5 separate regions of the Mus musculus genome follow, and all the other regions are linked to region 1. Evidence: chromatin contacts called from public Hi-C, HiChIP or PLAC-seq and promoter capture Hi-C data. All regions are on one chromosome and are shown on one strand. The core of a region is the stretch at or near the end of the contact, and the rest is flanking DNA. Distances in the headings are between cores, read along the strand shown.

Region 1 (3,083 bases), core at 428-2,927:
CCCCCAGAGATTTTCCTAAAATGCTCCTAAAAGAGAGTTTAGAAAAACTTATTCAGGAATTTAGAGCCCGTCCCTACCAAGTTCTCAGCCCTGCTGATAAATTCTTTTACAGGTTTGCTTCATCAGCTAATCAAAGTTTAATGACAGGGGTGCTGTGACACTTGGGTACTAACTTCTTTTGTAGCTTTTCTGCTCAGCATTACCAAGAGCTGCCCTCCAGCCATCAGCCTGAGCAGCCCTGAGAGGCTTGGCTCAATAAGGCCTTTGTGGACCAAAGGAGTCCTCGAATGCCCACGGTCTCAGGAGCAGAAGTGATGGAAGGAAACAGTCCTGTTTTGGGTATCTGAACTTCAAGAGATCACTGTGTGTACCAAGCTTCTCAGATACGTGGTCAAGGCGTGAAAATACTTGCAGGGAGATAGGGCCAACGGACACACTCCTTCAGACAAGTCAGTACCTTCTGCTATGTTTTTTTTTTTTTTAAGTTAGCATATGCTGTTCCGTGTCTCCATGGTAACGGGACAGGGACTCTTTCTTCTATTTATGGAGTTCCTCCTTGACCTGGGTTCTCTGGTCTGGACCTGAATACACACTGAGAAGCCATGAGGAAATATCAATTCCCTCTGGACCTAGCTGTTTTAGCTTAGTGGATTAGGCCTTGACTCCTGCAAAGGTGATACACTGGAGAGAAGTATCAGGTGTAATAGTATCTTGATTGGCAATAATTTCAGATGGGGAGTTGCCATGGAAACCAGGAACCCTGCGGTACCAGAGAAGCTGGGGTCTTCCACTCCCTTCCCGGCAAGGCTGTCCTTGTAATGTACCAATCGTCAGTCCCGTGGCCTTGCCTGAGCTTGCCATTTGCAATTTCATATGCCATCTCTGGTAACAACCTAAACTTGAGAAGGAACGAAATAATATTCAACGTACACCTGTGCCTACGGATGAATCCCACAGGTTTCCAACCATGGACTCAACGCCTTCTGACCAAAAAGGAAACCACTCTTTGGCTTGTGTTTTGACCATGAGTTTGGGAGAGTCACGCTGGACTTGACATGTAGTTGACCTCGTAGACCATGTTAAGTAGAACACAGTAGTAGCCTTGAAGGATTTACTAAGACTAATAATAGATGGCGCCTAAGTGCTCGGCCAAGTCGGCGCTGAGACTCGGCTCAGCCCTAGGGGGCGCCATCCGCACCGAGGCAGTAGGAGGGGCCTCTCCAGAGGCAAGCGGCTGCGCCACGTTCTGCTCTTCCACTCGCGACTCCGCCACCCGCCCACTTTGCGACTCCCTAACCCCACGTATGAGTCTTTCACGACGAAGGACCAGAAATCAGGACCCACACGTAGCTCCAAGCACAGGGCAGGCTCCACCGCAGAAGCCTAACCACCCAACCCAAGTGCCAACAGGGCCCCCAGCTCGGACCTGCAGACAGCCTAACGCGGGCGGATACGGCCCTGCCTTTCTAGCTGGACCTCCTGGGCATAACGCCCGAACCGGGCTCCAGGAGCAGGGGCCAGCAGGCAGGCGACAGCGAGCTGCAGGGTCGCAGAGAAGGGCCCGGGAGCAGCGTGGATCCGCCGCTGCCAGAGCGCGCTCTCCTCCCACGCCGGCCTCGCGCTCGCTCCTCCTCCGCGCTCTCTCCGTCACCCCTGCTGTCCCCTCCCCCGGTTCCCTCCGGCCCTCCCCCAGCTCCAGAAGAGCGCGCGGCTAGGAGATCGGGCTGGTTACTTCCTTCACCGCGGCGTTGAGCACAGAGTGGACACCACTGAGGCCCGTCAGTCCCCGCCACCTTCCCCGGCCCCGCGCGCCCGGATCGGCCCTACGGCCTCGTCTCGCCCGGCCTTGCGCGCCGGGACCGCCGCGATCTCCTCTCCCCGCCGCCCTCCGGCTGGCCCTGCCTGCTGCGGCGCGGTAAGAGCGGCCCCTGTGCGCGATGGTCCTCAGCAGAGACTCCGCCCGGGGTGGGGTGTAGTGCGGGCGGCCCCTGATCCCGCCGGGCCATCGCGCGCCCCAGAGCCGCTCCGGCTGGTTCCTAGGCACCCAGTGGCCTCGGAGGGGGACCCAGGCATCGGGCAGGGCGCGGGCAGACCGCTTTTGTTTTGGGGAAGCCAGTGGTCGCCCCGTGCGGTTCCTGCCCGGGGTGCGCGACTGCGTTTCTCGAGAGGGCTTGAGGCACCTGGAGAGGTGGCCGAGGTAGCCCCAGGTTCGGGGTGACTTGAGTTGGGGAGGCGCTAGGCCTGGAAGGATGTGGGGGTGTCCGGATCATGGAACACCTGGGAAGTTGCGGCTCCCGGGAACGTGTCACCTGCTTGGCCAGGTCTGGGCTCCCCTGGGCCCTGGGAAGCCAGTACGGGATACGGTCCAAGTAGGGGTGCTGGTGGCTGCTCTGCTTTTATTTTCTCCTTAAAGCATATGAATGAAGGGGTAACCTGAAGCGTTTGCGTATTTGACTTTTTTTTTTTTCTAATTTACTATTTAATCTCATAAGACTTGTACTAGCCTGCACTCAATTTCAGGGGAGCCTAAAATAGTAGTTGACTCGCTACTTATTTAGAAAGTAAAGCGGTGAGCAGTCCTGGTTGGAGAGAGGAGTCATTTAATTCGCCAGTTGAGAGACTTGCTCCCGCTGTGGAAGCTCCTGTCGGTATCTGCCTGCCTACACCACCGCCAATCCGGAGATACATCTCAGTGTTAAGCTTTTATTAAAATCTGAGTAATCTCGCAGTGCAGTTAATGTGAACACCGTGCATCCCACAGGGAAATAGCCAAACTCTCATATATGGAATTAGTCATTCATTTCTCTAAACTGATTGCTAAGCAAAAGGCAAACCAACCTTCAAAGGGTTTTGTCCTTTTATTTTATTTTTTTAACCTAAATTTATCTAAATACAAACTCATGCTCTCTTATATAAGTGATTACCTGTTCCACTAAGGATACAGTTATCCATGAAATTCTTGTTTAAAAACCTAACTATTCCCAGTTACTACATTTCTGCCATTTTCTCCCATTTCTTGTTACTATTTTTTTTTTTTTTTTTAGCCCATCACCAGTACCAAAAAGTCTAAACTTGAAATTGAT
Region 2 (3,083 bases), core at 157-2,656, 210 kb before region 1:
ATTCCTCAGAAGCTGTCGACCTGATTTCCTTAAGGCAAGTTCCCTCTCCGCTTTAGAACTTGCCCAGTAAGCGAGGCTGGTTAACAAGCGAACCTCAATAATCTGCCTGTCTCCACCTCCCCATTCTAGGGTTGCAGGTGTGCACAGTGATGCTCTGCTCTTTCATGTGGATCCTGGGGTGAAATCAGGCCACTGTGGCAGCAGAGCAGCCGCTGTACTGACTGAGCCATTACCCTGGTGTCCTGGACAAGCATTCATATAGTAACACACAAATCCAGTGACGTTTTCAGGAAAGCCTCTCTCTCTCACTCAGGAAAACAGCAGAGAGGGCAGCCGTGGACTCCTGAGCTCCAGTGGGGATCACAGCTTCAGAAACTCCGTACACCTACGCCATTGTGCTTAAACACACTGCTTGCTGTTTGGTTTCAGTCGTTGTCTTCTTGTCCTCCTTAGTGGAAATGATAACATTGTTTTAGGTGATACTTGATGATGAGAGGGAGACTCGGCAGTCTCCAGGGAGAAGCCTCCAGACAGCTTTTCCCGTCCCTAAACACATGAGCAATATACCAATGGAGTCAGTAGGCACTGTCTGTCTGTCTGTCTGTCTGTCTGTCTGTCTGTCTAAGTATGTGTCTATCTGTCTGTCTCTTTCTGTGGCTCTGTGGTTCTCTGTCTCTCTCTGTGGCTCTGTCTCTCTCTGTCTCTCTGTGTGTAGCTCTGTCTCTGTCTCTGTGTATGTGTGGCTCTGTCTCACTCTATCTCTGTCTCTGTGCATGTGACTCTGTCTCTCTCTGTCTCTGTGTTTGTGTGTATGTCTGTCTCTCTCTGTCTCTCCGTTTCCATCTCTGTCTCTCTCACTGCATGTCTCTCTCTTCTCTCCCTCCCTCTCAATGTGTGCATAACAATAATTAAAGAACAAGAGGTTATGAATTTGAGTCAGAGTAGGAGGACATGGGAGGAGTTAGAGGAAACAAAACGGAGTTGAAATGATGTAAACACTGCACTAATGTTGAAATTCTCAAAAAACATCTTTAGTTTTTTAAAAAGTGACTGGCCGTGGGAACAAGCCCATGAAAGAATGGCCAGAATGCAGTCTTTTAAGACAGTCCTGCTCTGCAGCCTAGGCTGGCTTTGAGCTTGTGGTCCTCTTGCCTCATCCCCCAAGTGCTGGGATTATAGCCCTGCCTGGCCAAGACTTTCTATAACTGTGGTGGAAGCAGAAGATGGGCTCAGCTTTTGTCTCTCTCCAACAAAGACAAGCAGAGACAGAGTTTCTGAACACAGGTCGCTCACAGCTAGGGCCATCAGGAAAGGAAGTGCTGGTCCTCACACATCTGGTGACCACTGGTGCCGAGTCCATACCAGAAGAGGAGTAAGACGCCATCATTCTCCGTGCCCCTCCCCCAGTGGAGATAATCAGAAACAGCTCTAATACAAGGGGCAACATGATGCCTTTGCTAGGTAAGATACACACGTGACAACAGCTCACATGTGGCCACATATCTTCCCAGGATAACCCCCACACTTACCCAGTGGGATCATGAGGAAGACCAAAATCATTGCTTAAAGCAAAGCTTGATTGCTCTCTGATATTTGGGAGAAGGTTCTATGTATAAAAGGACTCCAACTTCCAGATGTGTTCAACGTAACCTCTGAATGACTCTACTGGAACACACAAATCCTCAGTGGCAGGAAAACTTTTTATGTGTTTTACTTGAGATAGCGTTGCCTATAGTAGAGGCTGGCCCTGAACTCACAAGTAGACAAGGATGGCCTTGAATCCCTAATTCTTCTACATCCACCTCCCAGGTTCTGGGATTACAGGCACATGCCACCATGTATGGTTGGGGCAGTGCTAGCAATCGAACCTAGGAATTTCTATGTGCTCTGCAAGCTCTCAAGCAACTGAGCCACATCCACAGCTCCAGAAAGTTTCATTTAATACTAACTCACTTTGGAAATGTAAGTGTTAATTGTGTAATAAATCTGAATTAGATCCACTGAAGAAATGGCTCTTTTCTATGGAGAACAGGGACAAGCAAATCTCAAGAGATTAAAAGTCGTGTTCTTGTGGTCTTGTTTATAAATCTGATTTGAATTCAATTTAAAGAAGAAAAAAAAAACAGAGCACAGGGACATAGCAGGAATGAACAGAGATTCGGAAATGTTTGTGCAGCTCTACAGCTGAGAGACCTCGGGACAGCCCATGTTTCCAATTACCCACTGAGACTCTGTGCTCCTCGAGAGACACGCAGACAGCACCCAGCATGCTAACCAGAGCCTGGGGAGAGAGCAGTACAAAGCCTGTCTTTCCACAAAAACAACTATCTGATAATTCAGTTCACCTCAAAAAAAGGAACCTAGATAAATAAGAATTGTTATTATCAAGTGACCTCGCTCTTGCTCTTCACACAAAGCCTCACTGTGCTGGTGTAAGTGTTCACACTTAGCTGGTTGTGCTGGTGTGTAAGTGCTCACACTCAGCATTTTCCTCGTAGCTCTCCAGGAGGTCAGAAGTTGACCAGGAGATCTACAATATGTCAGCTTCCCATTATTCACAGGCTCAGACGGACAAGCAGTGATAATCGGGCACAGGGAGTGTTTGACATGATAAATGGCGTTGAGATTCGATGGTGCTAATTTCTGGCTTCTACACACACACACACACACACACACACACACACACACACACACACACACGCCAGGCTAGTCTGCATGCTGCATGTAAGAACATTAACAATCAAAGGTACTGAGTTCAGTCAGGGAGAAATGGATCTGGGTGCTTCTCTCTCCACCTTTGAAAAGTAACCTCGGAGGTTGAGAGTCAAGCTTACTTTGTAAAAAAACAAAAACAAAAAACAAAAAACAAAAAACAAAAACAAAAACAAAACAAAACAAAAGAAGTCATTCACACCATAGATCAACTCAAACAACTTTCACTTGGAAACTGGTGGTTCGTCCTTGGGAAATACTAAAGAGGACCCACATACGTTGACAATTAGGTTCTGGGGGGACATTGGAGAAACCTAGGTAGAGAGAAAGCAAAGGTTCCAACTTGAAATCGAGTTCTTTGATGGCCTTGT
Region 3 (3,083 bases), core at 308-2,807, 220 kb after region 1:
TGTATGTGTTAGGTTTATATAAACACAGCTTCATGGGTAGATTTGCATCCTTCCCTCCATCAAGATATTCATCTGTTTTTTATATGATTACTGCAAAACCAAACTCTAAAGTTCAGAACACTCTGGTCCCAAGCACTGTGGATATGAGGGATTCAACCTGTGCACACATGCATGTGTGTGCACAGAAGCACACATGTGAACTAGAATAAGATATCATGGGTAAGCATGCATTAAACATATTACTTAGATAAATCTTTGAAGATAGATAGAAGCTAGATACATAGACAGATAGACAGACAGATATTGTATTATTGGAAAAATATATAAATACCCAGCTCACAAAGAAGGAGGGCTTATTTTGACTCACACCCTCAGAGGCTTCGGTTGGTCAGCTCTGATGCTTGGGGCCTGGGTCAGGACCATACGAGGAGGCAGCAGTGTGTGGTGGGGGAGGCTTTCTTGCAAAGCACTGTCCTCCAAGCTAAACAACCACCATCTTCCCAGAAGCAGCTTCGTCTGCTGTGCTTGTGACTGCTGATATTCAGCATTGGAGGAGGGGTGGGGCGAGCAACTGGGCCCTCACCTGAGAGTCTGACAACTCCTTCTGAGCAGCTGGAAGCAGTTTCATCCTAATTCCACATGGCCTGGAGTGGGGCAGCCTGAGGGGGAACAAGAATGCACAGGCTATGTAAGGCTGCCCATCTATGTGACTATGGGAAAGAAATCTTCCCAGCTGGGTGCAGACTTTCCAGGACGGCTGGCTTTAAGATCACACACGTTCCTGCAAGAAACCATGCCCCATGTTGGAAATAAGACCAATAAAGGGACTTCGGTGGGATTGTACCTTGGTTTGTCACTGGGATTTTAAAAACAGGGAATGGTATTGCCTAGTCACCCTGCACACCCTAAGGAGAAAATTCTCTAAACAGGCCTGTCTGCATCACACACCACCCGGGACACAGAGAGAGGAATCTGGGCATGCCCTGAGTCACCTGACTTCTCCCAACTCGGCCCAGTATGCTAAAGATTCCACCACCTCCAGGTTACACAACCTCCGGGTAACACCCCAGGCTGGGCCGTGACCACCAACACAAGGCCTCTATAACATGCTTGAGACCTCAACTATGACATAGATAGGTGATAGGTATCTGAGAGTTAATAGACATCTGTTCCCCAAGTCTCAGGCACGTCTCTTCCATCACTGGTTGAAATGAAACCAACTATGAGAAACAGTAGCCTAAGCATGCCGTGGACCTGTAACTCCCGGCGTTCTGGAGGCTGAGGCAGGAGCATAATAAGTTCCAGGCTAGCCCGAGTTACATGGGAAAACCCTGTCCTGGCACACACACACATTTTACTATTTTAATACACAGGTTAGATAACTATACTGGTGTAATAGATTTCCTTTGTAACCTAGAGTCTTTAATTTGACACATTTGTAAACACTCTAGAGCTCTGATATCCAAAGGAAGGGAACTCACCCCCACCCCCACCCTCTCTGTCTCCACCAGAGGCTCTGCTCTCAGGCACACAGGAGGCAACTGCTCACCCACTCAAGCAAGTGAGGGCAGACACCTGGAGGGTGAGGGGAGCTGGGTGCTCCCGTTCTTCACATCCGCACTTTGTCATAACTACATTGAACATAGACTCCACGCCTTCCTTCAAGCAGAGATGGCTGTCATAAACACGTCTTCATCTCACATTGCAGTGTACAAATAGCATTCAAGCCCTAGCTGCAGGGTGGACCAGCTTGTGCCATCCTTAGTGAAATGCAGAAACTCAAGAAAATGAATGCCTTGGGCAGAGTAGCTCCCATCTTTGGAGAGCAGGACAACTCCCCAAGCTGTTAAATTCCAGGGCGTGTGGCCTAGCAGCCCTACCTAGGCATTCCCCGCCTTCCACAGTCCCGCCTCTGCCCAGGCATTCTGGCTCAGGGTGAAGGGGGGGGGGGCGCCTGTGAGGCCCTATGCTGATTGGCTGTAGGCCCATCGTCATGGAGGATCAGCAAGGGGCCATGGCCTGACCCGCCCACCGCTGGCCTGAGAGTCCTGCCTCACTTGGTCCCTTCCAAAATAACGCCCAGGGAGACCGAATTTAGCTGTCTTCTCCAAGATGGAGGAAAGCTAGACTGGTGGCCTGAGCTGGTAATCCTCCCGGAGCGAGCCAGCTTTAGATGCCCCTGGGGGTGCTTATATGTCCTATAGAACCTAAAATGAACTCCACGAGTCTCTGTGATAGTTGAGTGGGTGCATCCAAGATCAAGAGGCCGCATGAGGGGCAGAAAGCACACAGCCGTCACTTTCTGGCTGACTCAGGATATCCCGCTGTGTCCTCCAGACATGAATGTATCCAAAGGGACCTTGAAGTAAAAACTTATCTCCCTTTCCCTGTCGTCTGGCCTCCTAAATCTCTCTCTAGTTCCTGGGAATGACCAGCACAGTATTGCAGGGCTGGGAGCTGAGGTATTTTCCTTAGGATGCTAGGTCTGTCTACGCTGCAGAGTCCGTGTTGCAAGTCCTCTGTTTCCTTCAATCTCCTGAGCAGGTGGGGCCTGTGTGGGTGGCAAGACTGAGTCACGACTTGCATGAGCCTGGTGCTATGCATGACGGATGAGCAAGAACCAAGAAAACTGTATGTCATCAGACCTCTGCTACCATCTCCATTCTCTTGGAAGTCGGGTGGTAGGGACTGAAAATGCTGCCAACAGGCTGAGTCTCCGAGCGCGGAGCTGACTGCAGCTAAAATCGGTGTCTTAGCGAGGGTTACTACTGCGGTGGTGAAATGCCATGACGAAAAGCATCAGCTTCCATATCCAGGGTCTCAGTCCACTGAGGGAATCCAAAGCAGGAACTCAAGCAGGACAGGAACCTGAAGGCAGGAGCTGATGCAGAGGCCATGGAGGAGTGCTGTTCACTGGCTTGCTCCTAGTAGCTCTCTCAGCCTGCTTTCCTGTGGAATCCAGAACCACTGGCCCAGAGATGGCCCCGCCCACAATGGGCTGGGCCGTCCCCCATCAATCACTAAGTAAGAAAATGCACTGCAGGGTTGCCTACACCCTGATCTTAGGTTCCCTCATCTCAGAT
Region 4 (3,083 bases), core at 356-2,855, 190 kb after region 1:
TTTTCAGACACCCAAGCCCCCGCAGTGAGGGGTCAAGACCCTGGTGTTACTGGGACTTGGTCACCAGAGGCCTTGTGAGTTGGTTATCTTCCCACATAACACTGTATATCCTCAGAGGCTCTGCGCTCCAGGTTAAAAGTAGTCAGGGCCAGCCAGAGACGCGAGTCCCATGGAGAATTTGAGGTGTCAGTCAGCACCCTGAAGCCCTACCTGGGGCACAAAGCCACACTGACATGACCACAGATCTCTGAAGGAGATGCTGGCCACCCCATCCAAGCTCATCCACATCCTCAGAAGAGCAAGTCCACATTGAAGCCGTTTCTCTGAGAAATAAGGCAACCCCCATGGTCCAGCCCACCCAGGAGAACCTTCTGGAATGTCCCACATGCGAGCCACAAGACTGTGTATCAGTCTGGTCGCCATCTACTCCAAAGCTTCCCACAAGAGAATCTGACAAAAATCACAGGCTGCCAAGAATAAAATTATTCTGCTCCCCTCCCCAGGGGAAACCAGACAACTCTAGTTTTTCCAAGAAACTCCTGCCCCAGGAGTTAAAAAGGAGGACATGGAGGGATTTCTCATCAAAGCTACTCAAGACAATGACACTTTCCAGCATGACTAGAATTTCTGTGCCAGAAGTGACTGATCCACTACGCAGGAACATGTTAATTACCTTGGCAGTTTTCTCCACAGGCTTCCAGTAATTTTTTTTTATTATTATTGTTTTGGTTTTTTTTTTCCTAAAGAGAATACTTCAGTGTGTCTTCAGGGTTGTCATAGAGAGTCGCATCACAGAAACTCCCTGGAGAAAGATTACTTCAAAGGCTCATATCGGCAAGGCACACACACACACACACACACACACACACACACACACACACACACGGCACACGAATATGCCTGAGGACTTTGCAGGAGGAATGGGAAAAGGCTTTAAAGACAAGAATGCTGTGGGGTGATCTGTAAATTTCCTTCTTTCTCTGGCACCTCCATGGGCCTTCACCATCTGCCGGCACCCATAAGTGATTGCCTTTTATTAAATTGTGATGATTACATACTACAGAAATACAAACCATAACAAATCCACACAGCCTAACAAATATGACTGACAAGTGATTGAGAGGCCCCTGATGGGCGAGTCCGGATGGTGCCAGAGAACACGTCTACACAGAGTGCCTGGAAGCGCCCTTCATGGAGACCTCTGGTCAGCTCAGAAGCCCATGCTGATGACTAGAATCCAAACACTCCTCACTGGTTCTCAGAGTCCCAGAGAGAGTGGTGACTGCTTGGTCCCCAAAGCCACTGGACACGTATCTGCAACTTCCAAGATGTGTGACGTGAACCCGTATGTACACAGATACATGTGCAAAACCTCCAGCGGTGTCTCAACCAGGAGCCACATGAAAGGAAACATGTACACATGTTCAAAGTATGAAACAACACAGGGCATCACACTCTACACATGTGCAAAGGATGACACAGTTCAGGATGTCACACTGTGCACATGTGCAAAGGATGACACAGCGCAGGATGTCACACTGTGCACATGTGCAAAGGGTGACACAGCACAGGATGTCACACTCTCCATGTGTGCAAAGGATGAGACAGCACAGGATGCCACACTACACATGTGTACAAAGGATGAGACAGCACAGGATGCCACACTACACATGTGTACAAAGGATGAGACAGCACAGGACGTCACACTATGGGAAAATGCCATCTGCCCTTTGACTCTACAACTTAAATGTCTTAGTTTCGTTTCCTGTTGCTTCAATAACATACCTAACAGAAGCAACGTAAGGTCTACTTCAGCTCACAGCTCAAGGTACAGTAGATTGAGATGAGGAAGTCCAGGCAGGTGTTGCTTAATACAGCTGCTCAAATTGCAAAGAGCATTGCTCTTTCTCTATTTACACAGACTAGGATCCCCAGCCCAGGGAAGATCCTGCCCACATTCAAGATATTAACTTCATTAAGATAATCCCCAAGGCATGGCCAGAGGCCTGTCCCCCAGTCAATTCTAGATTCTGTCCTGTTGACAGTTAACACTACCCTAAGACAATAGAAACACTACCCAGGGAGTGTGAGGAGGTGTGTAGCAGCACAGCACTTTGTTCTTCTGTGACAGAGGGGAGGTGAACCACATCTGTGTGTTTATGGACCATGCATCCCTTCTGAGGCCAGTATTTGTGGGAAACCCTCGGGGAGAACTTCCCTTCTGCAACCTGACTTCTGCCCATCCCCCCCCCCCTTCAGGCCGCAGGGTGTCTGCTTTACTTCAAGGCATTTCACAGTCATCCCTTGACTTCCAGCTCTGAAGATACCTATTTCCAATTTCATATTTATTTTTCCTGCCCTCCCTCCCTTCTCGATGCTGCCTCAACACTCTCCTCCCATAGTTGCTTCTAGAAATTTACCACCTTCACTTTTGAAGTCTTGTCTGCAACTCAGTTTCTCTCCCACTGAGTTCCAGGTGCCATTGGACAGTGAACATGAAGGAGAAAAGAGGACAATCCTGAGTGAGGTGACTCAGTCACAAAGGAACAAATAGGATATGTACTTACTGATAAGTGGATCTTAGCCCAAAAGTTCGGAATACCCAAGATTCAATTCACAGACCATATGAAGCCTAGCAAGAAGGAAGGTCAAAATGTGGGTGTTTCAGTGCTTTTTAGAAGGGTAAACAAAATACTCACAGGAGGAAATATGGAGACAAAGTGTGGAGCAGAGACTGAAGGAAAGGCCACCCAGAGACTGCCCCACCTGGGGGTCCATCCCATGCACAGCCACCAAACCCGAAAGTTATAGTTGATGCCAGGAAGTGTTTGCTGATGGAAGCCTGATATGGCAGTCTCCTGAGAGGCTCTGCCAGAACTTAACAAATATAGAGGCAGAAGCTCGAAACCAACCATTGGACTAAGCTCGGAGGTCCCTGATGGAGAAGGGACTGAAGGAGCTGAGGGGGTTTGCAGCCCCATGGAAGGAGCAACAGTGTCAACAGGCCAGACCCCCCCCCCAAGAGCTCCCAGGGACTGGACCACCAACCAAAGAGTACACATGGAGGGACCCATGGCTCTGGC
Region 5 (3,083 bases), core at 307-2,806, 130 kb before region 1:
ACACACACATATATATACACACACACACAAAATCAAACATATGTACACATACATTACGTACATACAAACACATACAAAACCAAGTGAACTTCAGGGTCTTGAACCAATGAAAGCTACAAGCAGTCAAGGAATGCAGACCAACCGCCAACCATGTAGGCAGTGGGCTTTGACACTTGGTGCACTGTGAGCCGCCTGCTTCTCATGTCCGGCTTCTGGCCAACTGGTAGCAATCAGACAGGACACTGCGGCACACAGGAAATCTAAAATTAGGTTTTACTACCTTGCATGGAGGATTTATGGGATGGTTTAATTGCTAGTTTGGAGACTAAAACCTAGACTAGGAAGGTGAAACCATCTTTCTGGACAAGCCCAGAGAGCCACTTGCACCTTGTGAACCTCATCTGCAGCAAGAGAAGACACATAACTTCAGAGAGCAGAGAGCATGACCCTGTCAACCTGGTACATGCTACAGCCAGGAGCATACTGTTTCCTGCTACTCTGATTTATAATAGTAGGCAAGTGTGGGTCTTCTGGTGAGACCAGTCTTCAAGCTACACACAAATAGTAAAAACATATGCACGCATGTGTGCATGTGCGTGCATGTGTCTGTGTGTCATGTGTATTTCTGAGTGCATGCACATATGGATGTGCACATGTTTAAGTGTGGGTATGTATATGTGTATGTGTGTGTGCGTGGTGCCTGTGTAAATGGGTGTGTGTTTGTGTATGTGCGATCACGTGTGCATGCATATGTGTGAGCATGTGTGTGTTTTCATGCATGCATGCACATGTGTGTGCACATGTTTAAGGATGGGTGTGTACATGTGTGTGCATTGTGTGTGTGCGAGTGTCTGTATGTCTGTGTATGTGTTCATGTGTGCATGCATGTGTACCTGCGTGTGTGTACAACATGTGTATATGCATGTGTGTGCCCATGTGTGTGTGTGTGTGTGTGTGTGTATGTGTGCGCGTGTGCATGCATGTAGAAGCCAGAGCTATCTATCTTCCCTAATCACTCTCTCATCCCTCACTGAGTCTGAACACACTGACGCAGCTGGCCAGCCAGCAAGCCCAGGGATACCCTGTTTCCATCTCTCCAGCACAGGATTACAGGTGCACGCTGGTACATCTGACATTTTACATGAGTTCTAGAGAGCTGAAACAGGTCTTTGTACCTTTACCAACTGAGCCATCTCCTCAGTACCCAAAGGTAATTCTGCACCATGATTTTTAACACGCATTTTCTGAGTGTGACCCAACACAGGAGGTCAGCTGTGGGATTTTCCACTTGTGGCTTCACAGCAACTTTAAAAGGTCAGACTTGGTGTTTTCAGATTATAAGATTTTTAACATTACCAGGAAATATAACACAATAGCCAGGGCTGTACACAATCATTTTTGGTAAAATGCTCAGGCCTCTGTGTCCACGGTAACATGTATCGTTGCATCTTCTAGCAGGTAGGAGGCTCTTTCCTACGGGGCTGGCCTTCAGAGGAGCACAAGATTGTTAGCCCTGCCAGTGACGAGGAGAAGCCTGAACACAAAGTCTGACTCTTAACGCCTCTGCCCTGGTTTCTCAAACACACTCTCCCTTCATGAGGACCTGGCTCTCCCTCCCGCGCTTCGCTATTTTGGGTGCTTGGGTCATTTCTAGTAACTGCACTTAAGCGATCCTGTCAGCTCCAGGGCGTGGGTGGTTATTCCACTCCCCTCATTGCACAGAGCCTGCCCTCCCTCCATCTCTGAGTCAGCTGCCTTTTCATGAAAATACTACTCTGCAGTCATTTTCATAGGAATTTGTGCTGGCGTGGCTCTGTTTCCCTTGACGCCGGCCCAAGTGTTTTTCTCTTCGGATTGGTTTTTGGTGGAAGCTCGCTCACTCGGCATGTCTCTGCATTGTTGTTTGTTTTCTAGCCTATTTCCATTTTTACTGGAGGGCAAATATCAGTCAATGTGATCCAGCTGCAGAAAGGCATCCGAGCCACACGACTTGCGTGTGGATGTCCAGGGTGAGCAGGAAATAAAGGCAGCCCACACGTGGCTTAGTAGCATGAGAAGAGCTAGCCTCTGTCTTAGGGACCAGTCTTTCACAACGTGGGCCATCTGATCTTGCGCTTTGAAAAATGTCCTGTCACCCTTCACCCTGAGAAGTGCATGGCTATTGACTGTGCCTGTTGTATGGGCATCTGTTCATTTGTGTGTGCCCGAGTATGTGCATGCCTGTGTGTACGTGTGCATGTGTGTGTGTGCGTGCATGTGTGTGCCTGAGTGTATTTATGTGTGTGTGTATGTGTGCATATGTGTACCTGAGTATATTTGTGTGTGTGCATATGTGTGCCTGAGTGTATTCGTGTGTATGTGTGTGTATGTGTGCATGTTGTATGTGCATCTGTTCATTTGTGTGTACCTGAGTATGTGCATGCCTGTGTATATATGTGTTACAGACACAAACCTCTGGCCCTGGATTTTTACAGGGGTGATGAGAATCCAAATTTGGTTGGTCGTGCTTGCTTGGCAAGCCCTTTACTAACTGAGCCATCTCCATAGACCTTGATTTTGTGTATTTATGGAGTCTTTTGGAAATACAAAGGCAACTGCGCATTGTCTAGGGCATCAAGCAGTAGAGATAAAACCAAAGAGGGAAAGGAAGAAGAAGCTGGGGCGGGGGAGATGGGAGAGAAGCTGGGAGAAGACGTGGGGGGTGGCACAGGGAATACAAAACATGGAAGACATATTTCCATTCTTCTCAAGTACATGAGATAAGATACTCTTACTAAGAACCTCAGAGCCCACCTCACTTCTTTGACCCAGGATTCTTATTTTTATTTGCCAGTACAGAGACTGGGAACAAACGTTCCTTTGACAGAAAAATCCAACTCTGACCCTCGTTATCTCTTCTTAATTGCCTTTCTTCATAACCTCCTGAAGAGTGACTACACCTATGCTCTGTCCGGCCCCAAGCTACGTCCCTCTGCAAAGAACAAAAACTGGAGCCATCATTTCACATGCAGACCTGAAGTTATGTATGTGAGGCATCTAGAAATAACATCACAGAGAGTTCCATGTATATTTACGGAAGGATA

What was found. Promoter capture Hi-C pulls out the DNA fragments that hold promoters and counts their contacts. Hi-C and Micro-C count contacts between places; a contact is called where the count stands out from the background. HiChIP or PLAC-seq counts read pairs in DNA pulled down with a chosen protein or histone mark.
Region 2: a contact with region 1 is called in a promoter capture Hi-C map of frontonasal cranial neural crest, with 2.7 times the contacts expected there. The contact joins the enhancer-like site here to the promoter of Ets2 in region 1. A contact is called at or near these places in 2 of 39 promoter capture datasets (cranial neural crest and frontonasal cranial neural crest), 7 of 484 Hi-C or Micro-C datasets (the G1E-ER4 cell line, cerebral cortex, cortical neurons and 4 more) and 4 of 115 datasets of contacts at active chromatin or transcription factors (craniofacial prominence, embryonic forebrain, embryonic limb bud and 1 more).
Region 3: a promoter capture Hi-C map of second pharyngeal arch cranial neural crest shows a contact between it and region 1, with 3 times the contacts expected there. The contact joins the enhancer-like site here to the promoter of Ets2 in region 1. A contact is called at or near these places in 11 of 39 promoter capture datasets (3T3-L1-derived adipocytes, the C10 cell line, the HPC-7 cell line and 9 more), 1 of 15 datasets of contacts at CTCF or cohesin (CD8 T cells), 9 of 484 Hi-C or Micro-C datasets (CD4 T cells, CD8 T cells, the G1E-ER4 cell line and 3 more), 35 of 115 datasets of contacts at active chromatin or transcription factors (the HPC-7 cell line, T-cell acute lymphoblastic leukemia, bone marrow-derived macrophages and 24 more) and 3 of 9 other capture datasets (adipose tissue, liver and pancreatic islet).
Region 4: a contact with region 1 is called in an H3K27ac HiChIP or PLAC-seq map of double positive thymocytes, with 4 times the contacts expected there. The contact joins the enhancer-like site here to the promoter of Ets2 in region 1. A contact is called at or near these places in 12 of 39 promoter capture datasets (the 3T3-L1 cell line, 3T3-L1-derived adipocytes, the C10 cell line and 7 more), 1 of 15 datasets of contacts at CTCF or cohesin (CD8 T cells), 14 of 484 Hi-C or Micro-C datasets (CD4 T cells, CD8 T cells, the G1E-ER4 cell line and 6 more), 22 of 115 datasets of contacts at active chromatin or transcription factors (the HPC-7 cell line, bone marrow-derived macrophages, cardiomyocytes and 15 more) and 3 of 9 other capture datasets (adipose tissue, liver and pancreatic islet).
Region 5: a Hi-C map of cortical neurons shows a contact between it and region 1, with 2.0 times the contacts expected there. The contact joins the enhancer-like site here to the promoter of Ets2 in region 1. A contact is called at or near these places in 1 of 39 promoter capture datasets (neural stem cells), 5 of 484 Hi-C or Micro-C datasets (cortical neurons, embryonic stem cells, palatal mesenchyme and 1 more), 4 of 115 datasets of contacts at active chromatin or transcription factors (embryonic limb bud, embryonic stem cells, forebrain and 1 more) and 2 of 9 other capture datasets (liver and pancreatic islet).

Annotation. Positions count from the first base shown.
Region 1 is chr16:95,700,730-95,703,812 of GRCm38.p6, forward strand. It overlaps Ets2 (E26 avian leukemia oncogene 2, 3' domain), which reads left to right and starts at 1,678. Exons shown (of 10, transcript NM_011809.3): 1 at 1,678-1,915. Gm31989 (a long non-coding RNA gene) reads right to left here and starts at 119. Exons shown (of 4, transcript XR_876298.3): 1 at 1-119.
Region 2 is chr16:95,489,200-95,492,282 of GRCm38.p6, forward strand. The region is part of intron 2 of Erg (ETS transcription factor); the gene reads right to left. Among named protein-coding and RNA genes, the nearest start is that of Erg, 40 kb to the right of the region's middle. Within about 2 kb of position 1,407, at least 4 of the 459 cell types and tissues checked have an H3K27ac peak or open chromatin away from gene starts, as enhancers often do.
Region 3 is chr16:95,916,249-95,919,331 of GRCm38.p6, forward strand. All of the region lies in intron 1 of 1600002D24Rik (RIKEN cDNA 1600002D24 gene), which reads right to left. Among named protein-coding and RNA genes, the nearest start is that of Gm41508, 3.6 kb to the right of the region's middle. Within about 2 kb of position 1,558, at least 14 of the 459 cell types and tissues checked have an H3K27ac peak or open chromatin away from gene starts, as enhancers often do. A contact at or near this core is called in second pharyngeal arch cranial neural crest, where this site is marked.
Region 4 is chr16:95,892,021-95,895,103 of GRCm38.p6, forward strand. All of the region lies in intron 1 of 1600002D24Rik (RIKEN cDNA 1600002D24 gene), which reads right to left. Among named protein-coding and RNA genes, the nearest start is that of Gm41508, 28 kb to the right of the region's middle. Within about 2 kb of position 1,606, at least 63 of the 459 cell types and tissues checked have an H3K27ac peak or open chromatin away from gene starts, as enhancers often do. A contact at or near this core is called in CD8 T cells, the G1E-ER4 cell line, centroblasts and 5 more, where this site is marked.
Region 5 is chr16:95,571,680-95,574,762 of GRCm38.p6, forward strand. It overlaps a transcript of Erg not described here. Among named protein-coding and RNA genes, the nearest start is that of Erg, 43 kb to the left of the region's middle. Within about 2 kb of position 1,557, at least 34 of the 459 cell types and tissues checked have an H3K27ac peak or open chromatin away from gene starts, as enhancers often do. A contact at or near this core is called in cortical neurons and uterus, where this site is marked.